2 separate regions of the Sus scrofa genome follow, and region 2 is linked to region 1. Evidence: chromatin contacts called from public Hi-C data. All regions are on one chromosome and are shown on one strand. Each heading gives the region's core, a stretch centred on a gene start, on an enhancer-like site or on the middle of the called end of the contact. The rest is flanking DNA. Distances are from core to core; before and after follow the strand shown.

Region 1 (4,801 bases), core at 1,692-4,191:
TTTCCTGGGTTTCCAGATGTTCCCGTGCTGGGTAAGCTTATCTCTGAGAGCCCACAAGTAAAAAGGCCCTTCGGCCACTGATGCTGGGAACAGTGGTCAGGGCCCACCTACTCCCTACCCCGCCTGCATCAGGGGGAAGCCCATGTGAAGCGCAGCCTGGCCTCACAGACCTTACCTACCTGGAGAAGGTAAATTACTCCATCTGTGCCCCCCGCCCCGGCAGCTTTGCACCTGGCATATCTCAGTGCCCGCTGGACATGGCATAGAACTGCAGTTTCACAACTTCAGCCTGGACACTCAGGACGCGTGCAAGTTTGACTATGTGGAAGTTTATGAGACCAGCAACTCAGGGGCCCTCAGCCTCCTGGGCAGGTATCAGCAGAGCCAGTGGAAGGGGCCAAGGAGAAACCCCATCCTCCACAGTCCAACGGTCAAGGCTTCCTACAAATAAGCCCCCTTGTCCCCGAGCTTCAAGCCAGAGGTCTCCTCACTGTCACCCCCAAAAAGGCTTGTCCTTCCTCACCTGCGTACCTTTGTATCTGCCCCTCTCACCTTCCCCAGGAGGCCCTTCCCAGGCCTCTCCCCAACCCAGGTCCATTCCCACGCCCACAAGAATGCTCACTGATCTCCCCCAGCTCAAAGTGGCTCAAGTTCAAGCAGTTTGTTTGTTTAGTACTTTGTCTACTGAATACCTGTCTTCCTCACCAGCCCCTAAGTTCCAGGAGTCAGCGACCATGCCTCCCATGCCCTCTGGCATCCCCTGGAGCACCCAGTGCCACGCCAGCCCCGCAGGGGACCTTGTGCACGCTGGCTGGGCCAAGGGCTCCTGCACCAGGACTGCTGTTTGCTTCCGGCAGGTTCTGTGGAGCAGAACCGCCACCCCAGCGCCTCATCTCCTCGTACCACCAGCTGGCTGTCCTTTTTAGGACAGATCATGGCATCAGCGGTGGGGGCTTCTCGGCCACCTACCAGGCCCTCAATGCCACAGAGAGTAGGTGGCCATGGGCGAGTGGGTGTGGGCAGGAGAGGCGCCTCCAGAAGACTAGAGAAGGGCTCTGGACCCTGGTTGGGGCACTGTGAAGGCAGCAGGAGTACAGGCATGTTCTGGGGCACTGCCACGCCCCCTGTGCCTGCAGAGCCCTGTGGACCTGGAGAGCTCTCCTGCCGGGATGCAGGGTGTAAGAGTCTGCAGTGGATGTGTGGTTTATGGAGAGACTGTGCAGAGAGCAGTGGTGACAACTGCAGCAGCCCCTTGTTCCCACCCCCAGGTGAGGAGCTTCCCCCAGGGCACCGCAGCCAGGGACTGCAGGCCTGAACAGGCTGCATGCCCATGTATAGAAACCCCCTGGCACACTTCATAGCAGCCACCCCTCTCCTCCCTGACGGGGGCAGGGGACCCACTATCCTGACTCCGGACCCCTTCACCAAGTCCTGGATTCTCCCCCAATGGGGGCAAAGGCATTTAGGGTCACCCCTAAAGGAAATGGGAATCTGGGAGTTGACAGCTTCAAGAACCAGTCCAGCCTTGTCAAACCAGCCCTCTCCAGGGCCCACCTCAAAGATGTGGGTGAGAGGAGGGGCACTCCTTCCAGAGGCCCAGCAGTCCTGCTGATGTTGAGGCCCCATGCTCCCTGATGCGCAGGGCTGGCGAATAATGCCCATTCTCGAGAAGAGGAATCCTCAACATGTATAAAGCATCTCTCCCTGTTATCTCTGATCCTCACGACAACCCCCATCTGACCCATACAGAGCAATTAGGTGACTTGTGAGTGTTCCCCAGAGTGACCCTCCCCTCCCATCCTTGCAGAGCTGGCCTGTGAGCCTGTCCAGGTGGAGATGTGCATCGGTCTGAGCTACAACACCACGGCCTTCCCTAACATCTGGGTGGGCATGGCCACCCAGGAGGAGGTGGTGGAGCTCCTCAGAGGTTACAAGGTGCTCTGCGCAGAGATAATGAGGGACCCCCAGAAAGGGGAGGGAACCTGGGGAGCAGGATGCCTGAGGGCTGATCTCCTTCTTCCACAGAGCCTGACAAGTCTGCCCTGCTACCAGAATTTCCGGAGGCTCCTTTGCGGGCTGCTTGTGCCCCACTGCACCCCGCTAGGCAGTGTCCTTCCCCCTTGCCGCTCTGTCTGCCAGGAGGCAGAGCGCCAGTGCCAGTCTGGCCTGGCACTCCTGGGCACCCCCTGGCCCTTCAACTGCAACAGGCTGCCCGAGGCAGCTGGCCTGGAGTCTTGTGCCCAGCCCTGACCTTGAAGCCGGCCCCTGCCCTCTGCTGCCCATCCTCCTTTGCCTATCAGGGCAGGCAAGCAGAGAAGCAAAGGAAGGGGGCCAGCATGGGACTCTGCCCATCTCCTCTGGGTCTCCCCAGGGAGGGGAAGAGAAGTCCTTGGGGCTAATGGGACCCTCCCACCTTCCCAGATCCCTCCCCATCCCTTTACTTGCTCCAGCTGCTGCAAACAGCTGGCCTGACTCCACCACCTATACCACCAACAATCTGGACCACTTCCCACCCAAGCCTCTGACCCCAATTTGCTACCTGCTTTTTCAGGCTCTCCGCCACTCACCTTCTGACATTTTCATTTACTCAACAAAAATGTACTGAGTGCTTAGTTACATGGCAAGCCCTGTTCTGAGCACTGGGAAGCTGCTTTGTCTACTGCTGCTGGAACCTTCCACCCTCAGGTCTCATCTTACCTTTCTCCTGGTCTAGAGTGTTGCCCTTGGTCTCTGTCACAGCACCATCTCTCCTGCCTGCTCCTTGGAGTTGTAGGCGCCCTGAGCATCTGTCTCTCGCGGTTCTGCCTCTCTGTGCCTGGCTCAAATCTCTCTCTCTCTCTCTTTTCTCTCCCAAACTTTGGCCGGCCGCCGGGCGACACCACGAGTTATTTCCCTGCTATTTCCCAGCCCGGGTTCTTGGCCCCTGAACAACTGGTTTCCTCTTGGAGTCTGGGAGGAGCAGAGCAGCCGGCAAGGAACGACCCAGGGCCAGGGAGGCGCCGAGGGCAGGGGCTAGAGAGAAGTGCAGGGCAGGCAGCAGGGCTCAGCTGGAGGGTCCGGAGTAGCGCGCCCCAAAGGAGGCCAGAGAGAGCGCGAGCTTCCCCCGAGCCAGGATGGAGGGGTGAGTGGGGGGGGCGGGGAAACGGAGTTGGGGGAGGGGACTGTGGGAAAGCCTGGGCGCCGGCCCGTGGGGGAGGGGGAGGGAGGGTCGGCCTCTCCCTTCCCCGCTGCGCGGTGCTCCCGGGGGTTCTCGGATCTAGGGGCGCCGGGTTCTTCATCCTCCCGCGGCCGCTCAGCCTCTCTCAGGCGCATGGCAGTGGGGTGGGTCCCACGCCGACCACGCCGAGGCCGGGAGCGAGGCTTGTCGCGGGATTCTGGGTCCCGACTCCTGTCCTGCCCGGCCCACAGACGACCAGAGGCCCCCGGCGTCTGGGCTCCGCGTGCCGGCGCCATGAGGCCGCTCCTCGCCCTGCTGCTCCTGGGTCTCGCGGCCGGCTCGCCCCCACTGGACGACAACAAGATCCCCAGCCTGTGCCCAGGGCACCCCGGCCTTCCTGGCACGCCGGGCCACCACGGCAGCCAGGGCCTGCCCGGCCGCGACGGCCGCGATGGCCGCGACGGCGCGCCCGGGGCTCCGGGAGAGAAAGGCGAGGGCGGGAGGCCGGGTAAGAGGCGCCTCCGCTGCGATCCGTGGGGACGTCGGAGCTAGCCCGGCCCGATTCCGCTCTCCGGGCCCGGGGCTCGATCTTCCCACCAAGGGGGCGCCGCTCCTGTCCCACACCCCACCCCCACTCCCGACTCCGGCGGCTCCCAGAGCCGGGAGAGGAGAGGGTGACTCAGCGGCGGGAGCCACAACCCCTGGGATCCTCAGATCTGCCCCAAGCCCTGTAGGAAGAGGGGAGGGAGCCCTGGGGCGCAAGGCGGCCCCGGCCGGGCAGTGGTGGCTGGGAGGCTGAGGGTGGATGAGGGAGGAGCAGCGGGCACACCCTAACCGCTCCGCTTCTCCCCCACGCCCCGCAGGCCTCCCGGGGCCGCGTGGGGAGCCCGGGCCGCGAGGAGAGGCGGGCCCGGTGGGGGCGATGGGGCCTGCGGGCGAGTGCTCAGTGCCTCCGCGCTCCGCCTTCAGCGCCAAGCGCTCCGAGAGCCGAGTGCCACCGCCATCGGACGCGCCCCTACCCTTCGACCGCGTGCTGGTGAACGAGCAGGGACATTACGACGCCGTCACGGGCAAGTTCACCTGCCAGGTGCCCGGGGTCTACTACTTCGCCGTCCACGCCACCGTCTACAGGGCTAGCCTGCAGTTCGATCTGGTCAAGAATGGCGAGTCCATCGCCTCTTTCTTCCAGTTCTTTGGGGGGTGGCCCAAGCCAGCCTCGCTCTCCGGGGGCGCCATGGTGAGGCTGGAGCCCGAGGACCAGGTGTGGGTACAGGTGGGCGTGGGTGACTACATTGGCATCTATGCCAGCATCAAGACAGACAGCACCTTCTCTGGATTTCTAGTGTATTCCGATTGGCACAGCTCCCCTGTCTTTGCTTGATGCCCGCTGGAAAGTGAGCCCGTGCTCTCTCACTCCGAGGTGTGACACTGAGGGCCACATCATCCTGGAGGGCTGGCCCCCCTGGAATGTTGTGTAGGACTGCAGAGGTGGGATGGGGGCCTCTCCCTTCTGCTGCCTCAGGGAATGGGGACAGAGACTCTGAGATCAGGGCTGGCAGCATGGGGCAGTGGCTGGATTTCTGCCCTAGACCAAAGGAGTGCGCTGTGCTGGCAGGGTCCCCCCAGTTGTTCTGGCCCAGAACC
Region 2 (4,801 bases), core at 1,275-3,774, 120 kb before region 1:
TGAACCCCTAGAGCCTGGGAACTTCCATATGCTGCAAGTGCGGCCCAAAAAAGAGGAAGGAAGGAGGGAAGAGAGAGAGGAGGCAGCACTGACCCCGGTGGGGAGACGGGGTGGTGGACTGCAAGGGCCAGAGCAGGAAGATAGGAGAGCTTCCAAGATATCTTTGCTCCTGGGCCTTGAGGAGCTAAGACTGCAAGGCTCACCCAGCCACAGGTGTAGACATTTCACCTGACATAGTCCACCAACATGGCTCTGGGCGAAAACAGCCTGCACCCTGTTCCATGGGCTCAGCAGGGGACACCCTTCCCAGCTTCATGGGCTTCTCCTGTCCACAAAAAGAGTCTTGGCATCCAGGTGGCTGCACAGTGGAGGAGGGCACACACCTTATGGGAGGCACATGGTGGCTGCATGTGGCACCAGCCAGGTGAGCCTGCCTGTGACTCACAGACACGGGGGATGGGGTGGGGCTCAGCAGTGTCTCCTGGTCCCCGTGGGCTGTGGCAGCTGGGGGAGCCCTCCCACAGCACTTGTCCTCCCAGCTGGAAAGTGCCTGGACAACCTGGGGGACAGAGAGCCAATGGAAGGAGGAGGGAGGGGACCCCTCAGCACTTTCACACACCCATTCACAGTGTCCCGCAGGTATCGACCTCCCCATTCCTCACAGATGAGGGGCCTGGGGCCCAGAGAGGCCAGTGACGTGGCCTGGGTCACCAGCTGGGACCTGAACTCAACTCCTGGGTCGAAAGTCCATGCCTCTTCTCTTGCATCACTTCTAAGTGAGCCGGGATCCTGAGCTGGGACCCAGGTACAATACCCAGCCCTGTCCTGCCCCACCCTGGGCTTCCAGCCTCAGCTCTGGAGCCAACCCTCAGTTCCAAAGCAGTAAGCGGCCTCAGGTCTGAGATGCAAGGGGTCCTGGGCTACGAGATTCCATCAGTGGATTCACCATCAGCTCCTGAGCCCTCCCTCACCCGGCACATCCTCCCACCACCCACACAGCCTCATCACTTCTCAACAGAGCCCCCAGCCCCCAGCGCCATCGGGGGTCATGCGGCCTCCAGTGGCAGGCCTCGGCTTTCAAAGAAGGTCCAAGTGACCCACTAATAAATAAACAAAGGGGGGTGGGCCCCTCGCCCTCAGGCACCAGGGGTCACCCTCCGAGTGTTTCCTTTCCCTCCCCTGGGATATATTTGGGAGCGCCAGGCCCCGACCTCTTGCAAGGCACCAGGGAGGCCCTGGGGACAGCTCCAGGCTGCCGCAAATATACGACAAATGTGAGACTGCGGGAAGGCTGTCCGTCCTGCCGGCCCCATGCCGCACAACCATGCTGAGACATGGCCACTCCCCCAGAGAGGACTCAGGCTACAAGTGCCCCGGCCCCCCACCCCTGGGCTGCCCACAGGGAGCCCCCACCCCTGTGCTGCCAACTCAGAGGACTTGGCAGACAGGCAGCCCTTCCCCGCTGACTCTTCAGGGCCTGTTCCTGGGCCAGAGGCCAGACAGGAGATGGCCTCTGGCACAAAGACCCTGAAAAACCTGGGGGAAGAAAGAACATGACAAGCAGAACAAGGAGGGGTGGAGGAGGTGTTACCATGTGGGTTGTCCACATTCCCCCTCCTCTGGTCCCCGGGGCTTGCTGCTTCCCTGCCTCCCACCCCGACCCCTCTCCAGAACAGCCACACAAGTCAGGGAGATGGAACTGCCAGCAGGTAATGTTAAACCAAGGAGAAGACACTGCCCTGGCACAGAGGAGGGCCCCCAACTCAGACACTGAATCCGGGAGGACTCCCTGAAGGAGTCGGTTTCTAAGGCCTTGGGGGAGAGATGATTTCAAGGAGAAACAGTTTGTGCAAAGGCCCTGAGGCAACAGAAAATGAGGATTGAAGAGAGTGGATAGGCTCTGGGCACAGGCAGCAGCCAAAAGAGCCCCGCTCCATACTGGTGGCCAGCCGCTCGCTCGTTCTGCTTCCTAGACATCCACAGGAATGCGCCCAGCCTCCCGCTGGCCCCATGAGCGTATTTTGGAAAAAATCTCTTGTCACAGTCCCCAGCCCAGCCCGAGGCTCCTTCAAACTCCTGCATCCTCTCTGAGGCCACTGCTGGGTGGAGCCTCAGCCCTCAGCCCTCCAGGAGTTCCTGACTCATCGAGGAAAAAGCTAAAAAGACCAAGAATCACTCCAGCTCTGGGGGGAAGGCAGCCATGACCTCAGCTCCAGGACACAGAGACAGAGGATGGGGGCAGGAAGCAAGGCAGAGACAGAAGAAGATACAGAAATAGAGACCTAGGTGGAGACTGATGGAAAGAGACATGCTGATCACAGACCGCCCAAGGAAGCAGGACAGAGATACACCAGGCAGTGACAGCTAACAGAAGCCAAAAGCAAAGGGACACTCCTAGGTACACAGGACAGGCTGCCAAGGACTATAAAATCAGCTGATCGGCTGATCCAGAGACAGCCTATGGATCTGGGAAGAAATCGGGTGGGGTGCCTTGACTGCACTTGCAAGAGAAGGCCGTGAGGGGGCGATGTTGCTCCAGCCACTGCCCACCAGCCAGCCCGGCAGCCAGCTCCCCGAAAACAAAAGCAGACTCCATCCATCAGAAGCAGCTGCTGTCTGCTCACTGGAAGGTGTAAGAAACTTGGACGGGGGAACCCAGAGCATCCACACTCTAGGCTGGAGACCCCTCCTCATCTCAGCATCTCCTCAATCCTGACCCTGCCCTCCACATTCCCCGTCACCTTCTCATTCTCCATTTCCTGACCCCTGCCTTCGAAGCACAACATGCCTGAGGACAGGGGGGATGCTGGCTAATTTCCCTGTTCTTTCTGGAAAGGACGCAAACAGATGCTTGGTCTGCTGGGTCTGAAGACTGCCCTTGGCTCCTGCCACAGGACTTGGTCCCCTCCTTTACATCTGACCTTCCAGGCTCTTGGTTTCAAAGCATCACTCACGAAGAGACAATGGTCTTGTATCCACGCTTAACACCAGACTGCAGAACAAAAATCACAAGTGCAACTTTGGGGGAGTTCCCGTTGTGGCTCAGCAGGATACCAACATGACCAGTATCCATGAGGACACGGCTTCAATCCCTGGCCTCATTCAGTGGCATACGGTGTTGCCATGAGCTGGGGGCAGATGTGGCTCAGATCCCATATTGCTGTGGCTGTGGTGTAGGCCTGATACAGCTCCAATTCGACCCCTAGCCTGGGAACCTCCATATGCTGCAGAAGCAGCCCTAAGCAAGAAAAAAACCAAAAACAAGTGCAACCTTGGGTTGTATTAACAGAACCAGTTGTCTGGTGGAGGACGGCGGACAGCAGCAATAAAGTCCAGGCCTCTGGTCACATCTTTTGAAGGGTCGTTAATAAACCTATGTAAGCCAGGAGGAAGGCCACTATAGAAACGTGCTACCCACCCAAGATCCATCAAAGAGCACCGACACCAGGTCAAACACTTTATGTAATCATCTCACCTTATCCTACAGCAACTCGCATCATCATATCCATTTTACAGACGAGAAAACTCAAAGTCCTCTTCCAATGACTATCATGCAGGTGTGGATATTTCTCAAAGCTCCGTCTCAGGCCTTTTCTCCTTTGTGCATATTTCCTAAGTGGTCACATTCCTTCCCATTACCTAGACTTAGTTCTCAAATTAAGTCTTTTGCCTAGATATGTCTCCCAAGTTCCAAACCAGTCTAGCCACCTGCCTTCTCCTGATCTCTTCCTGGATGTCTTCAGGGACCTAACATTCTATGTGCCCAGCGCTAACCCCTGATCTTCAGGTGGTGGGTGACCTGGGCACCCAGCACCCCTCAGCCAGTCTGGACCACACCCAGACCCGTCAGCTTCCAGTGGACGCTGCCCCACACTCAAATCCAGGCTCTCCGCCCTGCCCCCCTCCCTGGACCATCATCCTTCACATCCATCCTGTGACCGGTTCCAAGCTGCTCTCTGTTGCTACCCACACCCTCAACACCACAGCCAGAGCAGTCTCGTTGCTTTGCTTTGCTTTTTTTTTTTGGTCTTTTTGCCTTTTCTAGGGCCACTCCCAAGGCATATTGGAGATTCCCAGGCTAGGGGTTTAACCAGAGCTGTAGCCGTCGGCCTACACCAGAGCCACAGCAACATGGGATCCGAGCCGCGTCTGTGACCTACACCATAGCTCACGGCAACACCGGATCCTTAACCCACTGACCGAGGCCAGGGATCAAACCCGCAACCTCAAGTCTTAGTCAGATTCATTAACCACTGAGCTATGACAGGAACTCCTTTTTTTGCTTTTTTGAGCCATACCTATAGCATATGGAAGTTCCCAGGCTAGGGTTCAAATCAGAGCTACAGCTGCCTACAGCTGCCGTCCTATACCCCAGCCACAGTGATGCAGGATCTGAGCCATGTCTGCGACCTACATCACAGCTCACAGCAACACTGGATCCTTAACCCACCGAGCGAAGCCAAGGATAGAACCTGCATCTTTACGAATGCTCGTCGGGTTTGTTACCACTGAGAAACAATGGGAACTCCCAGGACAGTCTTTTGAAAACATAAACAGACTCATGTCATCCCCCCGCCTAAACCCCTCCAGGGCTTTGTATTGTTCTCAGGGCAAAGTTCAAAGTCCTCGCCACAGTCAGTGCAACCCTGATAACCAGCCGCCCTCTCCAGCCTCAGCGATGTCAGACCTGCCCATCACCACCTCTCACTCTCTCCCGCCAGGCAGGCTCCTCCCTCGGAGAAGGCCTTCTCTTCCTTCCTGTCCTGTCCTGAAGCCCCCACAGCTTGAAACACCCTCTGAC

Evidence for each region. A called contact is a pair of places that touch in the nucleus more often than the background predicts.
Region 2: a Hi-C map of embryonic fibroblasts shows a contact between it and region 1, with 5 times the contacts expected there. The contact joins the enhancer-like site here to the promoter of C1QTNF5 in region 1. A contact is called at or near these places in 13 of 47 Hi-C or Micro-C datasets (alveolar macrophages, blood, brain and 8 more) and 1 of 2 datasets of contacts at active chromatin or transcription factors (skeletal muscle).

What each region holds. Positions count from the first base shown.
Region 1 is chr9:46,548,286-46,553,086 of Sscrofa11.1, reverse strand. It overlaps C1QTNF5 (complement C1q tumor necrosis factor-related protein 5), which reads left to right and starts at 2,941. Exons shown (of 3, transcript XM_003129940.3): 1 at 2,941-3,121; 2 at 3,409-3,665; 3 at 4,021-4,801. The coding sequence starts at 3,114. The coding sequence ends at 4,538. It overlaps MFRP (membrane frizzled-related protein), which reads left to right. Exons shown (of 12, transcript XM_013979475.2): 8 at 224-372; 9 at 858-991; 10 at 1,137-1,268; 11 at 1,808-1,935; 12 at 2,026-2,704. The coding sequence ends at 2,250. It overlaps LOC110255443 (a long non-coding RNA gene), which reads right to left and starts at 2,806. Exons shown (of 3, transcript XR_002335677.1): 1 at 2,698-2,806.
Region 2 is chr9:46,671,139-46,675,939 of Sscrofa11.1, reverse strand. It overlaps a transcript of LOC102161637 not described here. Among named protein-coding and RNA genes, the nearest start is that of THY1, 63 kb to the right of the region's middle. Within about 2 kb of position 2,524, at least 21 of the 83 cell types and tissues checked have an H3K27ac peak or open chromatin away from gene starts, as enhancers often do. A contact at or near this core is called in embryonic fibroblasts, retroperitoneal adipose tissue, skeletal muscle and 1 more, where this site is marked.